Regions from separate parts of the Sus scrofa genome. Here region 2 is linked to region 1. Evidence: chromatin contacts called from public HiChIP or PLAC-seq data. All regions are on one chromosome and are shown on one strand. Each heading gives the region's core, a stretch centred on a gene start, on an enhancer-like site or on the middle of the called end of the contact. The rest is flanking DNA. Distances are from core to core; before and after follow the strand shown.

Region 1 (5,971 bases), core at 1,586-4,085:
AGCCTGGGGAGGGGACAGCGATGACCTCTGGCTGCCCCGTGGCAAGGGGCTGGGAGGTGGGGAAGGGGAGTGAATCATCAGCCCTGAGGTTGCTCAGGAAAGAGCTGAGCTGAGCTGAGCATCCAAAGAGGCAGGCCAGGGAGTCTAGCCACTGGGTTGGATGATACACCGGATGGTGAGACCCTCTAAGACAGGTGTCTTCTGCGTATCCCCTCCTGCTCCACTCAAGTGGGTGAAAACACAGTTAAAGTTTTGCCGCTGCTGGCGTAAGCATCATCCATGAACATGGACGTAAGGGAGCACACGTGGTAGAATCCGGCACAGAATACTTTGAGGTTTTTCATCCTAAAGTCGACGGGGTCCAGTCTGTGGATCAAGAGAGAAGAGAGCCTGATTTAATAATGGTTTGCGTCATGGACTGTGCCGGAAATCCCCACTGAGGTCCCTATATGAGCCACCAAAATGTCGTGGTCTGTGCACATGGGTGGGAAAGAAGAAATTTCTGGATCCAAAGCAAGGTGAAGAAAAGACATGTTTATTGAAGCGAGAGACTTTGTTAAAACAGTGGCTGACTTCCTCATCAGGGAGAGCTGACCTGGGGGCTCAGGGTCGGGTCTGTTTTTATAGCCCAGGGAGAGAGGAGAGGTCTCCTGATACACCTGCTAACCTGCTGATTGGTTGGGGAAAGAGGGGTCTTAGGATACACTTCCTGGTTGGTTGGGGGTGTATAAGGCCCCCATAGTGGCAGGTGAGGAGTGGGCCACATACCTTTCTGAGGAAGGGTTTGGAAGGGGCAGGCCAGGTTGGTCAAGGTTGGGGAGGGGACATTACAATGAGACAGTCAAGGTGGGGGAGGGGGCATTACAACAATAAGGGTCTGATTATCACTGATAACAAATCCCAACCTCTCTTTGACTCGGTGGAACCATGTGCAATATTTTTTTGGCCCAGGCTGGAGATCAAGGCACTGTCATTCCCCTCGATCCCAATCCCCAGATAAAAAGGGTAACGTTTTGTGTGAGGAAAAGCTTCAGGGCAGCCTCAGAAGTCAAAGAGGACTGGAATGTGTTGGCCTCATCCAGGACGAGGAAGAGCCTAAAGATGGCGCCCACAGGGACCACAGCCCAGTTCCTGATGGGAAACCCGCCCGTCAGACCGATGGGCTTTCTCTTTGGGAAGAAGTGAAGGGAGGGAGGATTGTTCCGAGGAGGAGCCAAGAGTGAGCTGAGGCCCAAAGAGAGGACAGGAGAGATGGGCGAGACCTACTGGAGGGGCAGACCCAGCTGGTACAGCAGGTGTGGGTGAGATGAGAGTCTTGGAGTGCTCCCTGGATAGAGAGCAAGAGCATGAGTGGACGGAGGGGCATTTCAGGGTGGGAGGCGCGGCACTTCCAAGGGAGGGGAGATTTGTCGTGGCTGGGCAAAGGGACAGCTCCTCGGGAAAGTTCTAGAAGTGGGTATTGCTCATACCTTATAGGACACCCCTTCATTCCAGAGGCCGAGGGATCACTGATGCTAACCAGGTAGAAGAGATCAATAAAGCTGGGTTGATAGGAGCAATAACAACCTCCACGTTTGCTTGATTGTCAGGTCTGGCCCAACCATCTCTACATCAGGCACTGTGCTAGGGCCTGAAGACACACTCAGTGATGAGCAAAACAGGTCTGGCTCCGCCTTGGGGTTTTACCAGGGTTTCTCCAGGGTGGCCTTCTTTTCTGGTTCCTTCAAGGGTTGGGGAGTAGGGGAAACCTGTACTCCCTTTCAGGGGGTGCTATCAATGCCTGAGGTTTGCGTATGTTGACTTTCTATTATTACAAACCTTAGCGGGTGAGCAGGGAAACCACATCCAGTAACAAGAAGTTGCTCCACTGGCCAGAAATAGAAAGTCCATGTGGAGTCCTTTCTGTCCTTCTTTTGTTTAATGCAGAAGCTTTAAGGAGTTCTCATGTGGCTCAGTGGGTTAAGAACCCAACTAGTATCCATGAGGATGTGGGTTCGATCCCTGGCCTCGTTCAGTGGGTTGGGGATCTGGCGTTGCCATGAGCTGTGGTGTGGGTCACATTCGTGGCTCAGATCCTGAGTTGTGTGGCTGTTGGCGTAGGCTGGCAGGTGCAGCTCCAATTGGACCCCTAGCCTGGGAACTTCCAAATGCCACAGGTGAGGTCCTAAAAAGATTAAAAAAAAAAAAAGAAGAAGCTTTGTATAAACACATATATTTTTCTGTCTCCATAAGGGTGTGGATAAATGGGATGTGTCTAGCGCTCAGCTCCCAAGTGCAAAATAAATGTCAACTTGTCCATTTTTCCTCCCCCACCTGTGCTCCCAGTGAGCACCTGGAGGAATCAGACCCAGGTGATTGCACAAAAGCATCTTGTCTGGGGGTTGGGCTTGTCTGGAGAGGCCACCTCCCACCCCACTATGAGCTGAATGGCTGAGACAAGACACTTCCCCTCCTGGGCCTGTTTCCACATCTGTCTCGATGGAGTTGGCCCGGCTCAGCGGTTCCCACCCCCAGCTGTGCCTCAGCATCCTCTAGGGAGCTTTAAAAGTACATATTCGGGGCTCTGGGTCTGGAGATTCTGATTCACTGAGTCAGGGGTGAGAGCTGGGAGCTTCTGCTGTTAATAAGCTGCCTTTTCCCTCCAGTGATTCTGGTGCCACATGGAATCCAGGCAAACCTGGGTAAAAATAGACCACCCAAGATGCTGAGATTATGCAGGCTTATAAAAAGTGAGGCTGAGGACGAGGCTGTGGCGCTAGCGAGGGCATCAGTGTGGTGGTGGGGCTTTCAGCCTTGGAGAAGGCCCAGCGGGCAGTCAGCGCCGAGCAAGAACCCCAGTGAGACACCAGGAAACACCGGCTTCCTCCTTCTGGTGTCTGAGGAAGTTGGTCAGACCCGCCCACCCAGGATGCTCCTTGTACCTGTGCCCTGCGAGGCCCGTGGGCTCCAGACGGATTGGATGCATGTGTCTGGGTGAACCGGGTCTCTGGGTGGGGAGTCCCCCTGTTGGGAGCCCCGGAACACGGCTTGTCGTGAAGATTTAGGACAGCGGTCACTCCTAAGGGCTTGTAAGGAAAATTTCCCTCCTGCCAGCTGACCCCTGCTTCAAGGAGAGGCGGTGTATGTGTGTGTGTGTGGAAACAGGTGCTTCCTTCTGTGGCACTTTTGTCCTTGACCTTGTCCCCCTGTTGGCCTCCTATCTTCCTGGCGCTTTGGACTTGCTGCTGCTGCCAGAGCCCTCAGGTTCCTGAGGCAGAATGAATCCAGAGGGAAATCTAATCAGCCCCTCTGGGGCTGGAGCTGCAGCTGCAGTTTGCCTGCCAACATTCAGATGCCCCATTTGGTCCAATCTGCTGTAGCCAGGAGCCGCTGGAGCTCAGTTATGGGCAAGACTGAATCTGTTCAAAGGGGATGGCGGGGGGCGGTGGTGGGACAACCACTGATCAGCATCTCTGAAGAGGTCTCTGCAGCCTGCCCTGTGCTGGGTGTTCGAGCCAGGTGGAGGCTGAGAAAGGCAATGCACCACTGTTACCACTGTATACAAAGTTCAGATTCAGGAAAGTTGTTACAAGGGTTTTTTCGGGGTTTTATTTTTATTTATTTATTTATTTTTTGTCTTTTGTTTTCTCCCTCTTTTTTCTTCTTAGGGCGGCACCCATGGCATATGGAAGTTCCCAGGCTAGGGGTCGAATTGGAGCCACAGCTGCTGGCCTACCCCACAGCCACAGCAATGCCAGATCTGAGCCACATCTACAAACTTTGCTCTACCTTGCAGCAATGCCAGATCCTTAATCCCCTGAGCAAGGCCAGAGATCAAACCTGCATTCTCAGAGAGACTGAGACGGGTCCTTAACCCATTGAGCCACAATGGGACCTCCTGTTACGAGGTATCTTAAGGCAAGTTCCTGGGTGTCGGCCTCAGGCTCTGTGTTTGCAGCTACAGGGTTGTGTGTCTAGGAAGCCTATTGCCTTCCTGGAAGTGAAATTTTGGGACAGGCAGGCACAACTGATTCCAGAAAAAGGTGGGTACTGGGCAGGTTAGGAGAGGACATGGCAAGCACTGGGTGCCCAGTGCTCTCAGCTGGGGCTTCTCCTGGGAGCTGCCTGCCGTGGCATCCTGGGGCAGCTCCCTCCACAAGTTGGCAGCTTGGCAGGGGTGCTGCTGCCCCTGAAATGCAACCCAGGTCCAGCTTGGGGTATGGGGGGCTCCCAAGTGCTCTCTGACTTGGGCACAGCCGTCTCCCAAAGGGATCATGGGAAGCAGCATTAAGGGACTGGTGCTGTGATGGGGGTTCCTCTGAACCTCCTCCTTCCCCTTGGCCACATTCTCTGAGCATTTGTGCTTCCCCGAGTCACTTCTGAAGTGCCTTTGGCCAAAGGGGTCAGGAGTCCGGGCTAACAAAGGCTCTCCAGGAGGCAGGGCCTGGGTTCCCATCTCCTCTCGGCCTGGAAGAATGGGGGGAACATCTGACTCCTGTGAGATCTCTCCCGGAGAAGGCTGCCCGCCGAGGCCAGACAATGCATTCTAGGCCTGCTTGAGCCGTTGCCTTGGAAGTTGCCTAGGAACCAACTGGCGGCCGCAGCTGGATTGTATGATGTCCTGCCGCACATTTGCACAGCTTGCAGAGCAGCTGCAGGAAGATGACCTTGAGCCGCTTCACTTGTGATTTCAGGTGTTTTCAGACAAAGCCCACACAAAGCGGAGGGTGCTAAGAGAGGGGAACTGTGGGGCCACGGCCCCTCCCCAGGCAGCTGGGGTCATTGGGCTCTGTCTCCATCTCAGGAAAAGGCCACTGCAGACACACAGGTGTTGTCAGAAACCCCATAACCTAAGGTAGAAATCAGGCACAGAAAAAAAAGGGAGGGAAGGGGGGGAGTTCCCATTGTGGTTCAGCAGTAATGAACCTGACTAGGATCCAAGAGATGCAGGTTCAATCCCTGGCCTCGCTCGGTGGGTTAAGGATCCGGCGTTGCCATGAGCTGTGGTGTAGGTCGCAGAAGCGGCTCAGATCCCAAGTGTTACTGTGGCTGTAGTGTAGGCCGGCAGCTGCAGCTCTGATTTGACCCCTAGCCTGGGAACCTCCACATGCTGTGGGTGTGGCCTAAAAAAAAAAAAAAAAAAAAAATAGAGACTGACCATAATACGCTCTCAAAAGATATCGAGCCTGGTTAACATTTCTTTATGATTTTCCTCTGTGGGTCCTGGGCTTAGAAGTTATTCCCTTCAAGTCTTAATTAACATTAAATGATATTTTATTCTAGTTTTTATGGTATACTTTTTAAAAATACTTTTGAAATATTCACCCTTTAATGAATAATTTGGTACCGCGTTTGATGTATTAAGTGAAATGAACTTCTAAGTGCCATCGGCACCAGTTGTGGACTAATCTTTCTTTCCCCTTCGTTATGTGTCCTTCATCACACACCCAGTTTTTGTATATAAGAGGGTGTTTTTTTGTGTCTGTCCAGTCTGTCTTCTTGTGCCCTCCTGAGCTGGGACTGTTACCATGCAGGGTTCTCGACCTCCTTAATCAATAGAAATTGATAAGCCAGGTAGGAAAATTCAGGCGAGGTTTTTGTGGGGCCCCTGCTATATCATATAGCGGTGGAGGGGGGACTGAAACAAACACCAGTCTCCCTTGCTTGCTTGCTCCCCAAGGAGGGAGGGAGGGGTGGGGAGGGAGGGGGGCAGCTGGTGCCTTATATGGCGTGAGGTTAGGGGCTGGTCTGGGGGGTCAGGCCAGAGAGGAGGTTTGGTGTTCGGCCACCCCTTTGGTGGTGGTATGTACAGAGCGCATGCAGAACACTCTGCTTTTGCTTTTGTTGCTCGAGGAGATGTGTGTCTAGGTGCAAGCATTGCAGCCACTTGCAGCAAAGTGTCCCAGGTCTCAGGTCCCAGCCTGGCTCAGGACTCTACAGTTTCAAGGAGTGGGTCTGACCCCACCAAGCCAGGGAAGATTCAGATGTTCTC
Region 2 (6,185 bases), core at 3,402-5,901, 520 kb after region 1:
TGGAGCACAGAATCCCTGAGCCTGACACCTTTGACTCAGGGCAGCCAGAGGACGGGAAGACACCAGTGTCAAAGGCCAGTGGACTCTTGAATCTGAGGAGGCACAGAACCAGAGAAGAGCCGTTTCTCTCTGCCCCAGTTCACAAGTTACAGGGGAGAGAAGTTGCCAAACACTAGTCTTGCTTCTTTTTTTTTGGTCATGCCAGAGCATGTGGAAATTCCCAGACCAGGGATCAAACCCATGCCACAGCAGTGACCCAAGCTGTGGCAACACCAGATTCTTAACCCGCTGCACCAAAAGAGAACTCCTAGCCTAGCTTCCTTTAAAAAACATCAGCTTAGGAGCATATAGCCATGAAGAAGTGGAAATTGTATTCTAATTTAAAGAAATGCAGGAGTTCCCAATGTGGCTCTGCAGGTTAAGAACCTGACTTCTATCCAAGAGGATGCAGGTTTGATCCCTGGTCTTGCCCAGTGGGTTAAGGATCCAGCGTTGCTGTGAGCTGTGGTGTAGGTGGCAGATGCGGCTCGGGATCTGGCGTTGCTGTGGCTGTGATGTAGGCCAGCCCCTGTAGCTATGAATTGACCCCTAGCCTGGGAACTTCCATATGCTAAAGGTGTGGCCCTAAAAAAGAAAAAAAAAAGAAAAAAAGAAATGCATTTGATTTGATTTTGGATAAATGACAGCTCTGTGAGAGAGAAGTGATAAATTATATATTTTAACATCCCAATTTAGAAAATCAGTGAAGCAAAAAGCTATGCTAAGGAGTGTTAGAAAAACATCTTCAAATCCACCTGAGCCCTCTTAGGCTGACATAATAGTTATCCCCAGTCCGAAGGTAGCAGGGCTTCCTGCAACCAAAAGTAAGTTGCATTACAAGTCTGACTTTCCATGCAGTCTTACTCTGGACAGATGTCCCAGGTCGCAATCTACCCCGTGGGGGCTGATAAGGACCTAATGGTCCTACTAGGCGAACTTAGATCTCTCTGAGCTTGTTTCAATGGGCAAAGACTATCCCTCTGCCCCCAAACAGTTATGTCTATTACAATATCACCATCTAATGGCAAGGTGCATTAAAACATAAATGTAACCTAGTCCAAGGGCCCCTGGCGAATAGTTATAATGTATCTCTCTGTCTCTCCGTATAAGTCACCAAATGGAACCCATAGTTCATAAAACATGGCCCCAGAGCTGAGATTCCTGGTAGGGGAATGTCTCTAATTTGACCACATTAAAAAAAAAAAAAAAAAAGATTGTGTAAACATCAGAGAGAACTACAAGATTTCTTTCTTTCTTTTTTTTTTTTTTCCTGCCTTTTCTTGAGCTGCTCCCGAGGCATATGGAGGTTTCCGGGCTAGTGGTCGAATTGGAGCTGTAGCCACCAGCCTACGCCAGAGCCACAGCAACAGGGGCAGGATCCGAGCCGCGTCTGCGACCCACACCACAGCTCATGGCAACGCCGGATCCTTAACCCACTGAGCAAGGCTAGGGATGGAACCCGGAACCTCATGGTTCCTAGTCGGATTCGTTAACCACTGCACTGCGACGGGAACTCCAAACACCACAAGATTTCTAAAACACTCTCAAAGTGTGCAAGGTAAGAGAGGAGTGTTATTTTAGGAGATGTTGTTTCAACTTTCGTATACAATGAAAATTTAGTAACAGAAGGATTTGTACAATACAGTGTGTGTATAATGCATTATTATCTTACAGCAAGGGGGATACAAAATTAAACCACAACCCTATGCAGACTGCTATTCACTGCTCTAAAAATAAAGCCCCACACCAAAAATTAAGTTTGAATTGCTGTAGATGAAAACAATAACGTATCATTAACCCTTTGCTCTCTGTTCGTACCAGTGGAGATTTGAGATTCTTAACATCTACTTGGGAATTTTCCTCCAGTGCTAAACGTTGGAAGTGGAGATTGGGGAAATTCACTGAACAATGCAAACAAAGACTGCCCCTCCCCAACCCCCTTGCTCTCCCCTCTCTCCAAACGCACAGGACAGACATGTCAGGGATTTTTCCACTTCCCGAGCCATTCTATTAGTGCCACCAATCAGCTCTAAATTGCATCAGAAGACAGACAGAGCTCTGGAGTTCCCTGGTGTTGCAGCGGGTTAAGGATCTCTGATGTTGTCACTGCTGTGGTGCAGGTGTGATCCCTGGCCCGGGAACTTCCACATGCTGCAGGTACAGCCAAAAAATAAGAAAAGGACAGACAGACAGAAACTATGAACTCCTGGGCTGTAGCCAGCTGGGCCACAGTGCATCGAGCTTGGCTGCAGAAACTCCAGAGCTCAGTCCTCCGTGTGGGCAGGGAGGCTGGCCCAGACAGACGGCAACCAGACACTCAGCCAACTCGTGGGCAATGAGATGCCATGGGAACAGCAAGCAGAATGGGCAGGTAGAATCAGGACACCCTGAAACATGGCTTCAAACACCCGTTATGCTACGAAGTTTTGAGAAACGTTCCTTAAACTGCCAACCAACTAGAAAGGCAAACTGCAAGAGGGCAGCGTCAGTAAGACCAGAGAAAATATCTTCTGGGGAGTTCCCATCATGGCTCAGTGGTAAAGAACTAGTATCCATGAGGATGCGGGTTCAATCCCTGGCCTCGCTCAGTGGGTTAAGGATCTGGTGTTGCCGTGAGCTGTGGTATAGGTTGCAGATGTGGCTCAGATCCCACATTGCTGTGGCTGTGGTATAGGCTGGCAGTTGTAGCTCCAGTTGGACCCCTAGCCTGGGAACTTCCACATGCTGCAGGTGCAGCCCTACAAAAGAAAAAGAAAAGAAAAGAAAACCCCTTGTGGGTTGAGATCTACATGACGTGTGCCTTCCCAAACAGCACCCGTGCCAGGCGGTTGGTGTACAGAATAGAGGCAATGGCGCTGCTGAGTTATAAGCAGACGGGGAGGCCCAGAGCTGAGCCAAATGACCTCAGCTCTTCCTCTCCTGACTTTGATTTCACCCCAGCACAGAGATAAGATGAAAACCACCCGCCGCCACTGTATCTTCTAAATCTAAGTGTTGTCCCCAACCAGCAGCTTTACCCGGGGAAAGTGTGAGACATGCAAATTCTTGGGCTCCACCCCAATCTTACTGAATCAGAAACTCCAGGAATATGGAGTTCCCATTGTGGCGCAGCGGAAACAAATCGGACTAGTATCCACAAGGTGGTGGGTTCGATCCCTGCTCTCACTGAGTGGGTTAAGGATTTGGCGTTGCCGTGAGCTCTGTTGTAGGTTGCAGACGTGACTCAGATCCCACATTGTTGTGGCTGTGGTGTAGGCTGGCAGCTGTAGCTCTGATTTGATCCCTAGCTTGGGAACTTCCATATGCCGCAGGTGAGGCCCTAGAAAGAAAGGAAGGAAGGAAGGAAGGAAGAAAGAAAGAAAGTCTAATCTGTGTGCTCTTTTTGAGCTTGTTGATTCTGATACAACACCTAATATGCTCGAGAACCACTCTTGTAAATGAAGATGCTGCAGGAACCCCAGGATGCAATTTGTTGGATTATGGACAGCAGACGAGGGTGCAGCCACGTCAGCTGAAACCTGTGGCTCTGGAAACGTGTTTCATTCAGCACCTCAGCTGCCTCTCGTGTCAAGCACTGTGTCATCTGGGTCCAGACTCCTCCACCCCCAGCGGCTTTAGTGAGTCTGGCCACCTCCTCTCCCTGGGAAAGCACAGGAGCAAGGCTAGTAAGCCCTGGTCAGGTTCAGCAGAGAGGTCCCTGGGGACACTCTATCTCCTTATTTTGTTTTTTAATCTTTGGGATCAGTGGTTCACTTCCAGGTCCAGCAAGAATGGTTGGCAAGCGACGGTTGTTAGGTGGGGGAAGCACTGGCCTGGAACACAGAGATCTCGAGCTCAAAGGAAACGGTGTGGCCTGGTTAGAGCAGCTGGGGAGCTGATAGCAGCTGAGCGGAGAACAGAAGCTCAGGCGGGAAGGCAGAAAGCAATTTAGCTTTAGGGGGTTCCATTCCCCTGGTATATAGAAACGTTACAGAAAAGCCTACATAGCACTATAACTAAAACCCGCACTCCCACCACCTAGAATTAAGAACTGTTACCATCGTGTCAAATGAAAAGGCTCTGTTTTAAAGCAGAGGTGAGAGAACAGGAGGAAACAGGCGACGCATTTCTGAAATCTTTTTTAATGAAGACTGTCCTTGTTCTTTTATCAGGACACTTTTTGACAGTGAGGTTTCCACATAGCTGCTAAAAATAACTTGTAAATTTGCCTAGCTGGAGACTGGAGAGTCGGAATTTACAAATAACGATGAGCAGAAAAAGAGCTGAAAAGGAAGCCAGCTCTTTTCTCTGGGAATAAACAGAACATGCTTTTGGACAAGCACCTCCTGAAGAGAGCAGGGAAGGATATCGGGCTAGTCCAAGAGAAATCAGGCTACAGATCATTAAAGTTTAAGGCTTTCCCATCTCTGTTGATGGAGCTGGAGCCAAACCTGGAAGCCACAGAGGAGAGGCCCATTACCAAGGGCACTCCAAGGGCACTCCCCTCCCTGGCTGACCTTGAACTACTGCTTGGGGGGGAGGGTCACCCATCAAAGCCCAGAGGCAGTAAGTATATGGGCTGAAGTAACGTTCATGAGCCTCTGTGCTTGTTCCCAGGGTGGGGACAGTATGGATGTCTCTAGGCTGAAGAGCTGGTCTCCCAAAAGGACAAAGACATGCTGTGCGGAGCTGATCCAAGAGCAGGCGGGGGAGGGGCTGTCATCTTTGCTCTGATCCAGCCAGTTTCACAGCCCCAATAGCGACGATAAGAACCTCCAAAATGAAACTACCCGTGGCACTGAGGACCTGCTTCTCTTTTTGTGACATCCTCATTCCATCAGTAAAGGGAAAATATATGTATTTCTTAAAATACTTGGAGTTCCCATTATGGCTCAGTGGTAATGAGCCCAACTAGTATCCACGAGGATGCAATTCGATTCCTGGCCTCGCTCAGTGGGTTAAGGATCTGGCATTGCTGTGGCTGTGGCACAGGTCACAGACATGGCTCAGATTGGTGTTGCTGTGGCTGTGGCATAGGCTGGCAGCTGCAACTCTGATTTGACCCCTAGCCTGGAAACTTCCATATGCCATGGGTGCAGCCCTAAAAAGACCAAAAAAAAAAAAAAATGGGTTTGCTTAGACAAACCCATTTCCCCTGCAGGCAGGCCAAAGACAGAGGATGTTAGGGGAGTTCTTCTTGCTCTAGTTACTAGAGAGCCAGTAGAAGGAAACCTAGATTAGATACCCACTGGGTACTGATCTTTTGCGTATCTATTGCTAAATCGAATAGTTATTGGAAAGTTTAATAATGCTAAGCATGCAACTCCACTGGGCAGCCTCAGTAAAACTTCCTGTACCCACACCTAGGTGCACAGCTGCCTCGTGACAGCATGTCCCCCTACACACGTAGGTCTCTATCACAGGACGCCCCAGTCCCCACCCCACCCCCTCCAGAAGCGCTAGGTGCCATCACAGTCACAGTCCAGTTGTGACCCCTCCGAACCTCTACTGATGCAAAGGAAGCATGTTAGCTGCTGCCAGAGCAAACTGCCAAGGAAGCCTGCAGAAGCACTCAGGCTCATTAAAAACCAATAATAATAAATGGATTTTTCACCTGGTTTCCTATGGAAAAAATAATACTGGGGAGGAAAAAAAAAGAAAATGTAGAATACGTGTGTGCATGCGCGCCTCACTCTCATCTCAGAAATTCATTATTTCAGCTAATAAACTTTTTTTTTTTTTTTTTTTTTTTGCTTTTTAGGGCTGCACCTGTGGCATATGGAGGTTCTCAGGCTAGGGGTCGAATCAGAGTGCAGCTGCCAGCCTACACCACAGCCATAGCCACGTGGGATCCGAGCCATGTCTTTGACCTATACCACAGCTCAGGGTAATGCTGGATCCTTAACCCACTGAGCAAAGCCAGGGATCGAACCCTCATCCTCATGGATACTAGTCAGATTCGTTTCCACTGTGCCACAACAGGAACTCCAACCCACTGATCCCTAACCCTCAAGGATGCTGGTCGGGTTTATAACCCACTGAGCCACAATGGGACCTCCCCAGCCAATAGACATTTTTGACCCCTACTATGTGCAAAGCTCTGTGCTTGATTCTGTTAACAAACAGGAGCAAGACACAGTCCCAGGCTTCCAGGAGCTCACAATTAG

Evidence for each region. HiChIP or PLAC-seq counts read pairs in DNA pulled down with a chosen protein or histone mark.
Region 2: a contact with region 1 is called in an H3K27ac HiChIP or PLAC-seq map of skeletal muscle, with 7 times the contacts expected there. The contact joins two enhancer-like sites. A contact is called at or near these places in 1 of 47 Hi-C or Micro-C datasets (fibroblasts) and 1 of 2 datasets of contacts at active chromatin or transcription factors (skeletal muscle).

Annotation. Positions count from the first base shown.
Region 1 is chr10:14,500,411-14,506,381 of Sscrofa11.1, forward strand. No RefSeq gene overlaps it. Among named protein-coding and RNA genes, the nearest start is that of ITPKB, 34 kb to the left of the region's middle. Within about 2 kb of position 2,836, at least 19 of the 83 cell types and tissues checked have an H3K27ac peak or open chromatin away from gene starts, as enhancers often do. A contact at or near this core is called in skeletal muscle, where this site is marked.
Region 2 is chr10:15,015,275-15,021,459 of Sscrofa11.1, forward strand. No RefSeq gene overlaps it. Among named protein-coding and RNA genes, the nearest start is that of AHCTF1, 24 kb to the right of the region's middle. Within about 2 kb of position 4,652, at least 26 of the 83 cell types and tissues checked have an H3K27ac peak or open chromatin away from gene starts, as enhancers often do. A contact at or near this core is called in skeletal muscle, where this site is marked.